Regions from separate parts of the Anser cygnoides genome. Here region 1 is linked to region 2. Evidence: chromatin contacts called from public Hi-C data. All regions are on one chromosome and are shown on one strand. Each heading gives the region's core, a stretch centred on a gene start, on an enhancer-like site or on the middle of the called end of the contact. The rest is flanking DNA. Distances are from core to core; before and after follow the strand shown. Region 1 overlaps DHRS3 (dehydrogenase/reductase 3). Region 2 holds the start of DHRS3 (dehydrogenase/reductase 3).

Evidence for each region. A called contact is a pair of places that touch in the nucleus more often than the background predicts.
Region 1: a contact with region 2 is called in a Hi-C map of liver, with 11 times the contacts expected there. The contact joins the enhancer-like site here to the promoter of DHRS3 in region 2. A contact is called at or near these places in 2 of 7 Hi-C or Micro-C datasets (both in liver).

The regions. Positions count from the first base shown.
Region 1 is chr23:2,850,132-2,857,759 of Taihu_goose_T2T_genome, forward strand. All of the region lies in intron 10 of DHRS3 (dehydrogenase/reductase 3), which reads left to right. All of the region lies in intron 66 of VPS13D (vacuolar protein sorting 13 homolog D), which reads right to left. Among named protein-coding and RNA genes, the nearest start is that of DHRS3, 62 kb to the left of the region's middle. Within about 2 kb of position 5,095, at least 3 of the 3 cell types and tissues checked have open chromatin away from gene starts, as enhancers often do. A contact at or near this core is called in liver, where this site is marked.
Region 2 is chr23:2,787,167-2,794,917 of Taihu_goose_T2T_genome, forward strand. DHRS3 (dehydrogenase/reductase 3) reads left to right here and starts at 4,613. Exons shown (of 11, transcript XR_010826411.1): 1 at 4,613-4,837.

The sequences.
Region 1 (7,628 bases), core at 3,845-6,344, 63 kb after region 2:
ATTTTTCACTTAGACACTTTCTTTCCCCATTATGCATTCAGGAAAGTTAGATAATGGAGCATTCAACCATCCACATGGGAATGAGTAACAACACTGCATAATGGTTTTTATAACTGTCTTTTAGATGAACAGTCAGCTGTGCTACTTTCTCTAATATAATGTGGCACCACGGGAAGGGCTACCTGAAACACTGTAAGCATGACTCTTGCAAAAATGAGAAGGAACAGGTCCTTTAATCAGATCTATTCTGTAGCAGCCAGGACATTAGTGAACACTTGTTTCTAATGTCTGGCTTAGAAGCAGGTCAGACAGACCCAGCAGAAGTACTAGTTACCACAGTGAATTTCCAAAAGACTTGGCAAATTACAGTTTTAGGTTTGGTGTTTTTTTGGGGGGTTATTTTTTAATACAAGAAGTATTAAGAAATACAGTGTTTACTGTCTCTACTGCTACTCCACAATAAAAATGTTCATCCTGGTAAAAACAGTTAATTCTCATCTTGGTGATAAGAAGGCCAGCTGCTTTTCAACGAAGTGTCACTAGTGCTAGCATAAATTGCATTGATTTAGTCCATCAGCCCCTTGGCAAACTGGTCTATTTGGTCTGGACAGCTAACAGCATTCCACAGAACTTGATTTTTTTTTTTTTCCTAATCTAAAAATTGGTTCTACACTCTCAAGTTACATTTTGTAAATAATAAGCAACACTGATGAAATGCAAAAAGTGAAGATTTGTAAAGCAGAATGAACGGTGGTGTGCCCTCATCTGTATTGCATTAAACATGCACTCAACAGATTTGCTGATTCTTTTCTAATAAGCTCACAAAAGGCAATACAAGACAGAAATGCCCTCATGTCTACTAGACACAGCAGGGAAGAGTGCTCCTGAATGGAGACACAAAGAGATTGGAAATGGTGTCAGAAGGTTGAGGCACACACTACAGTTCTTCACTGTTCAGACAAAGCTGAATGCTGGAGCATCTCATTTCAGATGGCTGTACATCCACTAAAAACAGTTAGCAGTGTTAATTGATTGGCTTTTGCTTAATGGTTCACAGGATTCCTGTGATTCAGTTGACCAGTTTTGAGCCAGAATTTTTTAAATTAAAACAGATCACAGACCAGTCATATAAGGAAGTTGTTCATATTTTACTGATGAGAATTATTTACCAACTTAGATTGAAAAAAGTTCTACAACAGACATAACACGCTTTAGGGAATTATCTTTTATCCTTCCTCCTTCACTATAGCTTTAGCTCTTAGGGTATCTGAGGTGCACAGCACTGTTCTCAAAACTGTTACTCATCTTTGACTGTCCTCTGGACCTAACATTTCTTTGAAGTGTAACTAGGTTGCTTTGTAAACACGAACAAACAAAAAAATCAGAAGGTAACAAACTGTTTGTCAACAGATTATAGTCTGTGAAAACAAAACATCACACTCCTAAAATTATATGCAAAAATGCACCGACTTTTGTTATTACACCCTTCAGTTTCCTTAGCACTAACACCCAAATTATTATTCAGAACACTCCAACTTTACCTGCGATCAAAAAAGCAACAGGAAAAAAGAAAAAAAAACTGTGACCAACACAGCAATCACTATGACTTTTCATTTAGGATGTGCACCTGTACAATTTAATATCTGCTGTCCTGGGAACAGAGCAGCAGTGGCAACTACGAACCCATTTAAAAAGGCAACTTGAGCCACATGTAACCTGCATACAGATTTTGATCCATAATCAGAAGAGCACAAGGACACCCAAAATTCAATGCGAACAACAGCTCTAAGTGCAAAGAGACGCAATTCTGGCATTATGAAAACAGTATTGAAGAGAAAAGGCTCTTCACAGACACTTCAGCTGCTGTACTGACTGACTGTCACCTATGCTAACCCTGTGCTAAGTCCATTCTAGTTGACAAACTCTGGTGTGCAAATCAGCCATGTAAGCCTCCAACGAGGTCTCTCTCTCTAGCCACAGGGCTCTCCCACACTTTCTAATAATTTTCTTCAGCTAGACCCAGTTCTTGCTGCCAAAAACTTCCAGCCACTATCATCAATGCACTGTGTTCATAAAGGTTACCAGTCTTAAAGCCTCGTCATTCTAACCCATTTAAAGCAATAAACTTACTGGTTCTGGTATAGCTCAAATTCTGTTTTTGCTTCCATTGTAAATGGCAGGTAGTATAAGTCTATGAATTCAATTGCTGCTGGTATTTTGGAGAAATAATGCTAAATCTGTTACCTATGTGGTTCTGGAAAAAGTCTGTTTCATAAATACAGTGACTGCTTTCTCTGAGGAGGTTTTAGTCCATTTCAGACACTGAAAAGAGACTTAATCTGGTAAGTTAACGGAGGAATAGTCTTGCATCTTCTATCATAAAATATGCAATAACTAAAATACTTGCCACGTTTGTTCAAGACAATTTTACCTGCAGCCCTTCAGTAAGTACCATCATCCCATGCATGATGCATCTCCACAAAATACAGAATGAGGACAGCACTTGTCTGTCTTATAAATCCATGACTGGAGAGCACAGCGTAAAGCATAAGGAAGTCCCAGAATCAATTAAAGAATGACCTCAAAGTTCAACAATCACAACAGAACTACAGATGATGTTCTCATACCACAGGATCATAAGAATAACAAACAAAAGCAAATGTATGCCATTTCTGGTAAGGCCTGTACTTCCTATCATACTTTTGCAAAATAGTAAAAATCCACCATTTCCATGATTCCTTATTGATATACTTACATGTACTTTGTTTCAAATATTGCACCACGGCAATAAGCAGGAATGTGCTCCACGTTTACTGAGCATAAAGGGACAGAGAGCATTAGTTGTTAACCATGTGTTCTCTGCATCTGAGAATGCAAACATTACATGACTTGGGCCCAGTTTCAGAGAACTTTATGACAATCTAGCTTTCACGTTTTCATTGTGACTGTACCAGCAAATGGTAATAGTATATCTCCTACTCGTAAGTAAGTTGCCCACTTCCCTGTGTTGGGCTTTAGGGGTGCAGTTCCCAATAGGCAGATGATTTCTTGGAAAAATCTGCCACCAGAAACCCAGAGAGTTGGCACAGATCTGTGATAGCATTCATTCACCAACTGAGACACAGATACTTTTAAGGTGTGTTACAAATATGCACGCAGTGCAGTCTGAGTACTGGATTTGGCATTAGAATATCTCAGTTAGATGCAAGAATGTGTAAAATCATGAGCCAGACAGCTCCCTGCTGACTGCATATCTGAGGAAGCTTATATGCACCGTTTATTCCAGCAAATACATGGAATATATTGTACTTGTTAAATGTGTTCCCAAAATGCTAGTTTCAGGCAGAAACATGCAAATAAATGGTGCCTAGGGTTAAAACCTCCCAGTTACAGTCAAATCCCTCCTCTTTTGAGGGATCTACCAGCTCAGATACTGAAGACCTTTATCTGACCCAATATGCTTTTCAGAGAGCTGCAGCATGCTGAAGAAGTAACTGTTTATCATATCGGCTGTTCCTGCCAACTTCTTTGAGATGGAGCTATTTTCTCCCCTCCCCCCTTTCTTTTGTGTACAACATCAAACCAAAACCGAATACTATTCATTGGGATTATGATTGCGTAGAACCTCTTCAGGCTCCAAGTTCAAAAGGAAGTGAGAAGAAATTAAGACATCAGGAATCACTTCCTTATAAATGGGGAGCAGCAGATATACTCACCGAAATGACACATTATTAAAACATCCATGTTAGAAATCCACGAGCTGCATATGTAATTTACATGTGCTTGTATACTGGACAACTGCATGGCACTTAACCACAGTTGTGCATCAACCAGTGTTCAACCTTTGGTACTTCTCCACCTCTGACTACGTAACAGTGTGACAAACTTAATACTTTTTCAAGCACTTTGATATCATCAACCTTTACACATAGAAAAAAAGGTAACATTGCATTCTCAGTTTGCAATTTATCATGGGCTCTTCCTGTATTGATTGCAGAACAGTATTACTAGAGTTCTCACCTTGAAGTTTCCTGTCTCACCAAGGTGTTGATGAATGCTCCCATACAAAAGATGCAGTTCTTAGCAGGGCGTTCTTGCAAACACCTAATCTGAACAAGAGCCGAACTTGCCTTACTGAAGAAATGATACCGTATTGTTTGTACTGCTGTTTTTTTGGGAAAGCAAATCCTCTTTCAGGGAGAAAGCAAACCACTGGCTCCTGCTCAACATTAACCTGCTAGTTGTGCATGAAGAACTATGTGAAACTAACTATGTTGGCCCTATGCTTTTTCTCTTCACACCCTCCTTCATATACTTTTCAGTCAGTACAACTGGTGTTGCAACAGGAACGGCAAAGTCTGCTAGAACAAACTTCACTAAGTGATAAAGCTCCTCAGAAAGTTTGTTTTGATCTTTAAAGTTAAGAGTTGCAAGAATAACTTAAATCAACTGGCTGGTGCTCACAAAACTGATAAAGAGCGTTCCACATGTTAACAGCAACATTAGGTGAAAAAATTATCTATAAAAATACCAACCCCATGCTAAATGAGGTGACATCAAGGCAATAAATAGCTCCATCTGTATGAAAGAGTTTGCATAACAACCCAGAAGACATCTCTGAACACAAAAGTAACTAACTCCATGGATAAAGTACTGAAAAAAAGTGGGTTGGATTTTTTTTTTTTTAAAGGATCAGTTTTACATATTTTTCTCAGATCACTTTATAAATCTGCTGCACATTAGAAATCGGACACATATGTATTTTTTCCAAGTAAAGAAAGTTGAAAGTTTACATTTTTAATAGCAATGTGACTATTTCTGAATGGCAGCAGTATATATTACATGCAGTGTGAGAGGGTTAAACAGGACAGCCTCAACTCTTTATAAACTTTTGCCCTCTGGATATGTACTCATTGGCTGCTGTACAAGACTTGAGCTGTATTACACGCCTTAACGATATGGTTCAACTGTCGGTCAGGCTCGGGGCCTGGCAATAGGCCAGACCGCAATCAATGGGACACAAACCTCCCCCTTTCAGATCATCACGAAGGCTCATATTATCTCCTTTTTGTCGTGCTGGTTAAATTTATGGAGCAGAACCCCGAAGCTGCATTCCTTGGCTTGGGCCGGCCCACGCGGGCCTCCCTTTGTTTGGTACTGTAAGCGAGGCGTGCTTTGGAGGATTGCAGGGTTGTTAGTTCAGGCACTGACTGTTTGCTCATGACTGAAATGAAAAGAGTTCAGTGGAAGGGCAAAAGGACAGCACAAGTGTAAAACCCTATCCCAGCAGGCCCTGGGCTCCCATATACAGACTCTGGACTAGTACTGAACATAAAACCTCACTATTAATGACAAAGGAAAGAAAGTCTGTCTAGTAGCAGGTAAACAGGCTAACAGTATGTTAGCACATACCTTGTCGCAAGGTCACTTGCTTTCAAGTAAGCCTGTAATTACCACATAACTATGAACCTAAACTAATCTGGCTTAAAATACTGCCTAGAAACAGTATTAATTTTACAGCAATGCTGCATCTTCAATTTGAAAATAAAACCTGTCAGTGCAAACAGCACTACCTGTCCATTGGCATTTTCTAATATTTCTGTCATTCTAAACTTACCTCTGAGAACCTGCTGCCATGATATTTGTGCTTGGTAGGAATTAGTGGGAAGTAATTCTTATAACACACAACTACTGGAAGTACAGATGTAGAGAAGACTTTCACAGGCATTTGCTACGTCTTCATGTTTGGTCTTGGAATGGGAACAGTCTACTTTTGAATATACTCTCCCCTCAAAGCTTTATTACTGTGGTAATTAAAGGACACTTGATACAGGACATGAAATGAAGGCTGTAAAGAAACCTTTAAAGTGATGCAAGGCAAAATCATTTGGAGTGAAAGTGACTGGAAAGACAACCTGAAAGATAGTATTCCAAATACATCCAACAGAAACACATACATGGAAAACCACAGTGACTCTTAGTGATTATGGGTATAATAAAAGGTATCCATGTACTGAAAATATCTATGCTTACCTTCAGCAGTACAAGACCAGTAAAACTTATTCCCAGAAAGCTGCCCTAGACCTGCTGTACCAGACTTCACCCTTCTGGCACAACCAGCAGGTATTTCACGACACGAGGTCATAAAGCCACTGCGTTGGCGAGCAGTTCGTGCCATTTGTGCTTTAGTAAATAAACAAATGCTATATTCCTATTACATTAACACCAGTTTCATCTTTTCTACTATTTTTATGAACTGAAAATACTCATAACATGTCCAAAAGACATTATAAAAACCCACAGAACGTGCATTAAATGTTTTCAATTCTGGGGATCGAGTCCGACTGGTTTAATGCAGTCTGATGATTTGTCCTGATGCATTCCAAGAGACGCGTCTGTTTTGAATAAAGTTTTTGTCCATTTCTGGTGCATATATGGCTTTTAACATCCCACCTAATTCTAAGCAAGTAGATCTGTGAATGGAAATTGTGAGTACTTTATTGCCTGGTCTTTGTAGACTTTTTAGCTTGTTCTGCTGATACTAACACATTAACTTTTTTTTCAAAGCCTCTCCAATTCCATTTGAGGAGATACTTTTGCACAGATTTGCATCCTTGCAGACTAGTTAAGTCTGCAGCTCTGCATAATAGTTTAAAATCAACAACTATTGCCTAGAATACACTGAAACAGAGGTACCATTTAGCAGAGGGCTTTCTGAATAAGGAAGGATCTAAAAAAAACAAAAACGGGAATGCCAGAAAATAGGAAACATACAACACAGTTAAATGTTCCTTTTACTTTTTGGTGGTGTTGTTTGAAAGCATTTGCTGAAATGAAACATAAGGTAATTGGGCAAAATATGGAGGCTGTAGAAATACAAATATTTCTAAGGAACTAATTTTTTCTCCCTGTCTACATGGATTCTTTTCAGTGTGTATCTTTGCATTCAATTAGTTTAAAATCCTATGGAAATTAAGTTAATAGCTAAATACTAGTGGACACACAGTATAGGAATTTCATTTTGTAGACTGAATCCAGTCCTCTTAACTGCCACTTAAAGTGTAAGTGGTAGAATAAATCTGTGGCAAATCCAGCAAGGGATTTATCAGCTCTTTTCAGAAGAAGCTTTGTAAAATTGCTTATATTTCTGATGGGCTACACCAGGCCTACACGACCGTACCTGACATATAACCTAAACCAGTAAAGATATTTACCTGTTGTAAAAGTCTGCCTGTCCCAAAGAGAAGGGTAAAAGGACATCGCGTACCCATGATGTTGATTTTTAGCTGTCTCTTTTCCTACCAGACTGGTCTAATACAATATAATGCTTTTTCCTCGCAAACGCGTATGTTTTCAAAACCAGTTATTGTACTCTGTGAAATGAAGCCTAACCTTGTTCCTGTTCTGATCCCAGCCACAGGAACGCTCTTTTGTTTAAGGCAAAAGCTATGTGCTCCACTCAGTGCTGGACTGTTTGACCAGTGATGGACACATACTTACCCCTAGCTGTAAGTTATCAAGGTGCTAGCCAGTCTTTCGGCTCTGTGGGGACTATCACAATAAGAACTTTGTATTCATTTATCTTTTTGAAACTATTTGTTGATAACCATGAACAGACATCTGAAAAG
Region 2 (7,751 bases), core at 3,363-5,862:
GATGTGCATACAGAGTGCATCAACTTGTTTTGGAGCTAAAAGTTGCTTTTTCACTGCTGTTTATTCCTTCACAACTGGGCAAGTGAGAAAAAGTATGCTTCTATGACTCACTGAGAGTGTTAGTAAATATACACTGGTGCTATTGCAGTTAGGCACTATTGTGGTTAAATACTCAGAAAACATAAATGCGTATTTTGAGCTTTGGTCCTAAAAATTAGTCATTCAGGTATGATCTAGATTTATTCACAATAGATTAGTAAACGTGTATTAAAGCCTAACACTTTAACACTTCTCTTAAGAAGTACAAACCCAGAAATTTACACAGACGAGCAGAAGTCAAAACTGAATGAGTTACCACTGTGAGGTGTTACATGACTGACTTCTCGCTCTTGTTGCAAACTGGAGTTAAACATAGATTAAAATGGCATGGGAATAGCTTAACTGAAGAGGAGGGGGGAGAATTGTTGTAATTTATATATGTTGTAATTTATATATATTGTGGGTAAATATACAGGGAGCAAATAGTTCAGGTACTGTGCAGCTATCCAAAATGGAAATTTTATTCTGCATCTAAGTGATAGCACTAACTGATGCAATTTTACGAAGTTAACAGGCCTGCTTATTGAATGCTCCAGCACACTGGTTAAGGACTTCTGAGTAAGAACATGGAAGGAATTCATTTTGGGATGACTTTAAAATTACAATTAGGAACCACTGCTGCAATGTGACAGATCTTCATTTCCATCAACAAAGGTACGTACCAAGTGTCTGTTTGCACCTGTAGACATTTACTGAAAGCAATTTGAATAATCAAACCTAACTGAAGGTATAGTTTGTAAGGTTTCACCAACAAAGATGAACTTTTTGAACAAAAACATATGTTAGATTTGTAAAGGTGACAGTTTGGAAAAAAGATCTCTTGCCAAACAGGAGTGTAATGGTTACTGTACAACAATCAGGTGAAATCCCAGAATACTAATCTTTTGCCACATTTCAGAATGGAACTGCAGTTGAAGTGGACAAACCTCAGCTGTTCTCAGCACATGTACAATTTCAAGCTTTCTGATTTTTCAGTTAAGTGAATTTTAAAATGACTTGCATATATTTTTCACCATATAAATTACAGGCAAGATGCAGTAACTTCAGTTTTACTATAAGTCTGCTTTTCTTTCTTGCTCTTGTGCACTTGTGTAATGTAGAAACTTCTGGTCAAGGTAAATCTAAGGTAAAGTAGTAAACCAGTAAAATAGTTCATATGTTCACTGAAATTTGAAGGTCAGGTTGGAAAAATACTTCACGTTAAATATGTAGATTTGTCTTTTTATTCCAACTCCAAATGTTGGAGCAACTTTTCACATCACTCAATAAACCAAAATCCTAATGAATGAAAAAAATCCTAATGAATGAAAATAATCCCAATGAATGAAAATAATAATAATAATAGTAACACCTCTGATACATTTTAGAATATTATTCAAGCAGGAAACAGATACAAGAAATAAATATTCACATGACTAGTCCCATTGGCATCAAAGAACCTGCAAATGTTTGAAATGAATAATTAACTTTGTTGTTTAATCTGAACATAGTCCTATGGTATAATATTGCTGACTTTTCTATTTTAAATGTATTTGTAGAGATTTATGCAGAAAAAATAAAGTTAATGGTCTCAGGAATCAAAAAATCCAACTTACTTTCTCAAACTTCATATCCCTTCATTTTTAAGGCTGCTTCTTATTTCCATCCCAGAAAGTTGTTATATTTGTTACCAGTCCAGACACTGAGTCATTCCTGTTTAAACCAGACACTAGGCTCTCTGTGTAATTTCTCTCTCCCCTTCAGAGTTTTTGGACTGAGAGGAAAATTGTAATGCCAGGTGCCTCCCCCAGCTCCCTTTCTAAAGGTATTACTGTAAAAACACACAGAGGTGCTAAATGCTGCCCAAGCGGCAATGGAAATTCTCACAGCTCTGGTTATTTCAGATGCAGCTAAGTTAGGGAACACCACCTGATCCTGAAAATCTGTACAGACTTGCAGTTTCCAGTTAGAATGGTTCAATTTCTTCTCTCCAGAAACCTCTCTCCTGACACTATGATGACGCTCTGAGAGTCCTATGGCTTACTTCATATAAGGTAAACTGGCATTTAAAGGTAAGAACTGTGCAAGTTTCTCTTTTTTTTTTTTTTCACTTCTGAAAACTTATGTGGAAGTTTCAACAGAGCTGAAATTCAAGAGATTATGATATTGCTCATATTATGTGTTAAAAGAACCAGGTATGAGATGAGTTTTGAATGTAGGTAGAACAAAAAACTCAGTTGTTCTTATTTTTGTTACCAAACAACCCTTGAACACTCTGTTACATGGCCACTTTGAACTATGACCATTTCAAAAATGTTTGATTCTGAAGCAGAAAAAGAATTTATTTTCAAAGGGATTTAGCTTCCTAACTCTCATCTCTTGGTCGTATAATATAACTTTGCTGCCTATATAGAGATGTTTAGACTCGCACACTTCCGTTGCAATGGTCCTTTAGCAAATTACAGATGAATTCAAAGTTTGAGAATCTTTCAATTGTCATTCTTCAGTAATTCTAGTTTTTACCACTAGATGGCTTCCCAGGATAGTGGATATATATTCAGACCTCCTGAAGTAACTTGGGATTGGATTCATTTGGGCACCTTCTTAGTAACATATTCAGTCATAAAAGCAAAGCTCTTCCTAGCACGACTGAGAAGACAACAATGTGAGGTTTGACATATTTGAGCATCTTCTGACATCCTGACAACTTGACATTTCAGACTATTTCTGATTGCTGCCACAACCAGTAACTGTGGAGTGAGCAGCTCTCAGTTCAAATGCGCACTTAGATCCTCCCGAGAAAAGTTTAAGCAGGACAGCTAAATATATAACTTACCTACCTACCTAATGCCTAACAGTGCAAACAAACGAGTCGGGGGACCTGGTTGCAACACGCTTTGCCCTTTCTCCTGTTACAACATAGTTTCGAAGTGCTATGGAGACCTTGTGTTGCAATTATGCCCTCATATCTGGACAAAAGTCCTGGAAAAGGAGAGCAGAAAAACACCCTTTGATGTGAGAAAGCACGTCTCCCTGCTTCGGTCGGAGCCTGCTTTTTTCATTGCCCCGCTACTGAAGGTACCAATCACCAGTTTTCAGCAACGTAAGCATCTTCCAGTTTGGAAAATCCATGAGTTGTCATGCTGTCCGTAGACACGCTGGTTCAGTGGTAATAGATGTTGATGATTATCAGCCTAGGCTGGAGTGAGCCCAGCACTCTAGGGCTGCAATAACTTTTCCCATCAACACCAACTTAACCTGGGCAAGCAGTTCTCTCCCGGAGCTCGCAAGGCACAGATGGCTCCTTTGAACTCAGCCTTAACCCTGACCGCTCCTGGCACTTTTTTTTTTCCCCCCCTCCTGGGCTCACGTCAAACCCCAGCACCCTCCTCTGCCGCGTTCCTGTCAGGGAGGAACAGAGGAGGTTCCTGTCAGAGGCGGGCGCGCGCTGCGGCCGCGGCCGGCCCCGACCCCAGCCCCGGCCTCAACCAGCCCCGTCCCGCAGCCACCCCGACCCCAACCCCGACCCACAGCCGTCCCGACCGGCAGCCGGCCCCGACCCCAGCCCCAGCCCGCAGCCGGCCCGGCCCCAGCCCCTGCCCGCCGGCTGCGGCGCGGCCGTCCCGGCTGCGGGCGCCGTGCGGCGGCTCCGAGACCGCGCTGGGGGAGGGGAGAGCAAAGCCAGCCACTCACAGGAACAGTAGTGAAATCTCCCCGACACTTTAACTGTCAATCAGGCTTAATGGGGTATAAAACCTCCCCGGCGCGGCGGCTGTGATAGGCAGAGAGAGCAATAGGGAGAAATGAGTAAGAGCCAGAGCTGAAATAGTGCACGGCATAATTCCTGCTCTGTGGTCACGGAGCCTCCGAGTGCGAAACCCGGGAGAGGGGGCAGAGAGAGGCGGTTATCAGCTCACCCTCTGCAGCCGGCTCAGGACAGGACGTCTGGAGATATTTATAGATATTAAAACAAAAACAACAACCTTACCCTGAATAGACCCTTTCTTAAAAAGAAAGTCCTGGCAATTCTGTCTTATTTAAGCAATTTCCTGAGTCTAAGAATAGAAATGAGCTGCCTGGAAGGCACTGCAGGCTGAAATTTGGAGACATAGGCTGCTTTATTTTATTTTTCCAAGTATAAAACCTTCCACTTGGATACTGGATTTTTGTGACAGTCTTTGAAACGGAGGGATGTATGGTTACTTTTAATTTTACTTTTTTTTTTCTCTCTCTTTAATTAAAAAAAAAAAAGAAAAAAGCTGTCTCCCAGTTATACAGCGAGGAAACCGTTCTACCTGCATGTGACAATCCCAAAGGACATCGATCAAGAAGCAGGGGAGTGACTTGGTCTTCTGCGCTGTTCTGCTCCTACCCCGATTTTTTAGGGGAAGAGAAGGATTTTTCCAGTCCAAGAATCCGTTGCCCCCCACGTTTCGGAAGGGGGCTGAAGACTTGTCGCCCATCCGGGGGTGCATGAAGGGTAGTGGTTTTCTTTCTCTCTTAACTTGGTTCTGTGAAGGGTTGGAAGAGAATTTTGCCTTCCTGGCTTGCCTGGAAGAAGAGGATGATTTGGAAATGGCTGGGCGCTTTGCTGCTGTTCCCCGTGCAGATGGTTTATTTGGTGGTGAAAGCTGCCGTGTGCGCGGTGCTGCCGCCCAAGCTCCGGGACCTGTCCGGGGAGAGCGTGCTCATCACCGGCGGGGGCCGGGGCATCGGCCGCCACCTGGCCAGGGAGTTCGCGAGGCGAGGAGCCAGGAAGGTGAGCATCCACCCGGAGGGGATGGGGGAAGGAAGCGGCCACCTGCTGCTCTGCTGGGGAGCCTCCGGCCCGGGGGCTGCAGCCCGTGCCCCCACCTCGGGGTGGGCCTGCCGGGATCGCGTTCAAACGGACAGAGAGGGGAGAAGGGGGGCGCTGGGTGTAGCGCTGCCGAGCCGGTGCCGAGCCTCGCGTTTCGGAAGTTGCCCACTCCTCCTCCTCTGCATCCTGGCTCGCCGCACCTCGGCTAAGAAAACGTGAAGGTGAGAAGGGGGCCCCCGCGCGGGGTACCCCCCCCTGCAGCCTGCCGTCCCCCGGGCGCGTCGGCCGGAGGGGGGCACGGGGAGGGCCCTGCTGCCCGCCCCGGGGGGGTGCCCGCTTTGGGGAACGGGGGGAGGAGAGTTCAGCTTCACCCTAATGCTTTGCCACGTGCAAAGTGGTTTCTGAAGTCCCTTGTGTTTTGCTTTCTGCCAGCCCCGAGCTGTTCAAAGGTAAGGTGAATGCTGGCCCAGCAAGGAAGAAAAGCACAGCGTGAGCGTGAGCTGGGAGTTTGTTCGCCCGTTTCCTTTGGGAAAGGAGAGGGGCTGGGAGAACGGTCTGTCTGCGCTGCAGCCTAGAAATGTCAGTGTAGCTGGTGTGCCCATTCTCTAGCTCAGGAACTGCCATTCACCTTGAAATGCTGTGCTTTCATAACTACAGGTGTCCCCCTATGCGTGAATCATTCGGGAATAATTAAAATAAAATAAAATAAAAAATGCCCTGAGGCAAGATTTGAGTTTTCAAGTTTCCTCTTTACCCCCATTTAGGGGTAATGGAATGGAGGAATCATGTGAAATTAGACAGCTGCATAAATACTACAGCACGTGAGAGAGGATGAATAGAAGCAAATACAGAATAAAGCAGAAGAAAAATGCAGAATGGGGGAATATTTAAAGAAGAATATGCATTTAGTTGAGGATAGGGTTTTGTCATTTCCTTATACATGCACTAAAGTTTTCTATATGTGGTTTCTATATGGAGCTGTTCTGGTGTACAACTTTGAGGCGTAAAATATGTCAGCATTGAACTTTGATGTTTGTATATGCTTGTGTTTAAACATCATGTTGAGATTTACAAATTCTTGGAGACAGAACAAACAAGTTGACTGACCTTTGGACCCCAGCAATTTGCTGAAAGTGTATTTACATTATCTGGTAGAATACCGTGCTTCATTATTTATTTATTTAGCCCGGTTGGTTGCTATGCTAAGCTGAGTATTAAAGTGCCACCATTTCACCAGCTAATTCAGGAGCTGCTTAGCTACAGTTCAGCTGCAAGCTGAACAATGGTAGTCAGCCCTAACTGACATGGGCCAAGAGGAGCTGGGGAGCTGAGGATGAGGATTTGTAAACTGATACAGACTGTAGTTCATTTGTATGTCTTATCTCTACAATCCTTACATATCTTAGAAGGAAAGAATAAACAAGAGAATAATTCTCGGGAAGCTTTGTACTTGTCTCATGTGGTGTTATGAAATGCTGTGTGGTTGCTAGTTACTGTTTACAACTTTGGTGTTTTTTTTGTCGTATGTTTTTTTCCATGCCTGTCATCAAGGTGTTTCACTTTTTGCTCTTACTGAACTTGAATTAGATTCTCCTTTCAGTCAAACCATGGCTATCCTGTGAGCCAAATGTGGTACTCAGCAAGTTATGATCCTCTCTGGTACTTTGGAAGTGACACATCTTTCTAGCAACGGTGAAGTAGGCTTATCTTTTTCTTCCTCAGCATCTTTAATGACAATTTTACTTCAGTGCGGTTGTTCCAATTCCCTTTGCTCTGAGGTTTCACTGCTTTCCTGCATTCTGTGCTCAACCCTGACTTTCTGTGTCTAGTGCAGTCTCCATGCAGAATGCAAGCCCTCTGTTTGGCATTACTCTTTGATTTTTTGCTTTGCCTTAGACAATCGAAAAGAACCGAGAAAGACTTGAAGTGGCTAGCAAGTCATCTTTCAGTAAGGCTTTTGAGAATTAATTATTCTATTTTTCTCTTGCCTTTGTATGCGGTTAGCTTTTTTATAATTACATGTAAATCTTGAATTATTGATCATAATTAATAATTTATAACAGATTCTGATTGTCAGGTGGTATATTCACAATATTCCATGTTTGGAAAAATGCTTCCACCAAGGCGCAAAATTCTGAGGCCATGCACAGTGTTACCTACAGGTGAATGAAAACAGTAACTTATATTCAGATTCTAATAGTGGGTGTGCAGTATATCTTGAAAAAGTTATCACAGCGCTTGCGCACACAGACATAGTGGCGGAGTTTTGGAGGTAGGCGGCGATATACAACCATATTTTTGAGATTAGAATCTTCTGAAAGATGGGTTAGTTGAGACTGTTAGCATATGAAATTTCCTCTGATAATTAGACTGGATTGGATTTCACCTTGCTCTAACTTTCTTTTCAGAAGCTTGTTTTGTTAATCACAAATTAGATGTATCTGAGCAGTTTTTACGTAAGATGACAAGTGTTGTATTTCACGAAGATTAAGAATTGTCACATCTGCAAGTTTTTAAGTGTAAAATTTGATCTTGCAGTTAAAGCTCTGAAGATGTCAAGAAATAAATCAGGAAAGGCTTTAGGCGAATGGAAATACAGTGTCTTCAGCTTGACGGATGAGCATGGAGACTAAAATTCTTAAGCTGGCAGACAAGAAGTCTCTTGGGCATGATCATGTAAATCCACCCTGGTTCCCATTCTCCACCCCCATTCTTTAACTCCATTGCTCTGCCATTGTGTCTCAAGTAAGACCTGAAGAGATAAATGTCTAGGAGACATTTTCTTCTTAAGTGGTGTTTCTTTTCTCATTGCTGTTCATTGGCCTTTCCGATGAAATTGCCAAAAAAGGGACACAGCAGTGTTAGTTGTCTCTTC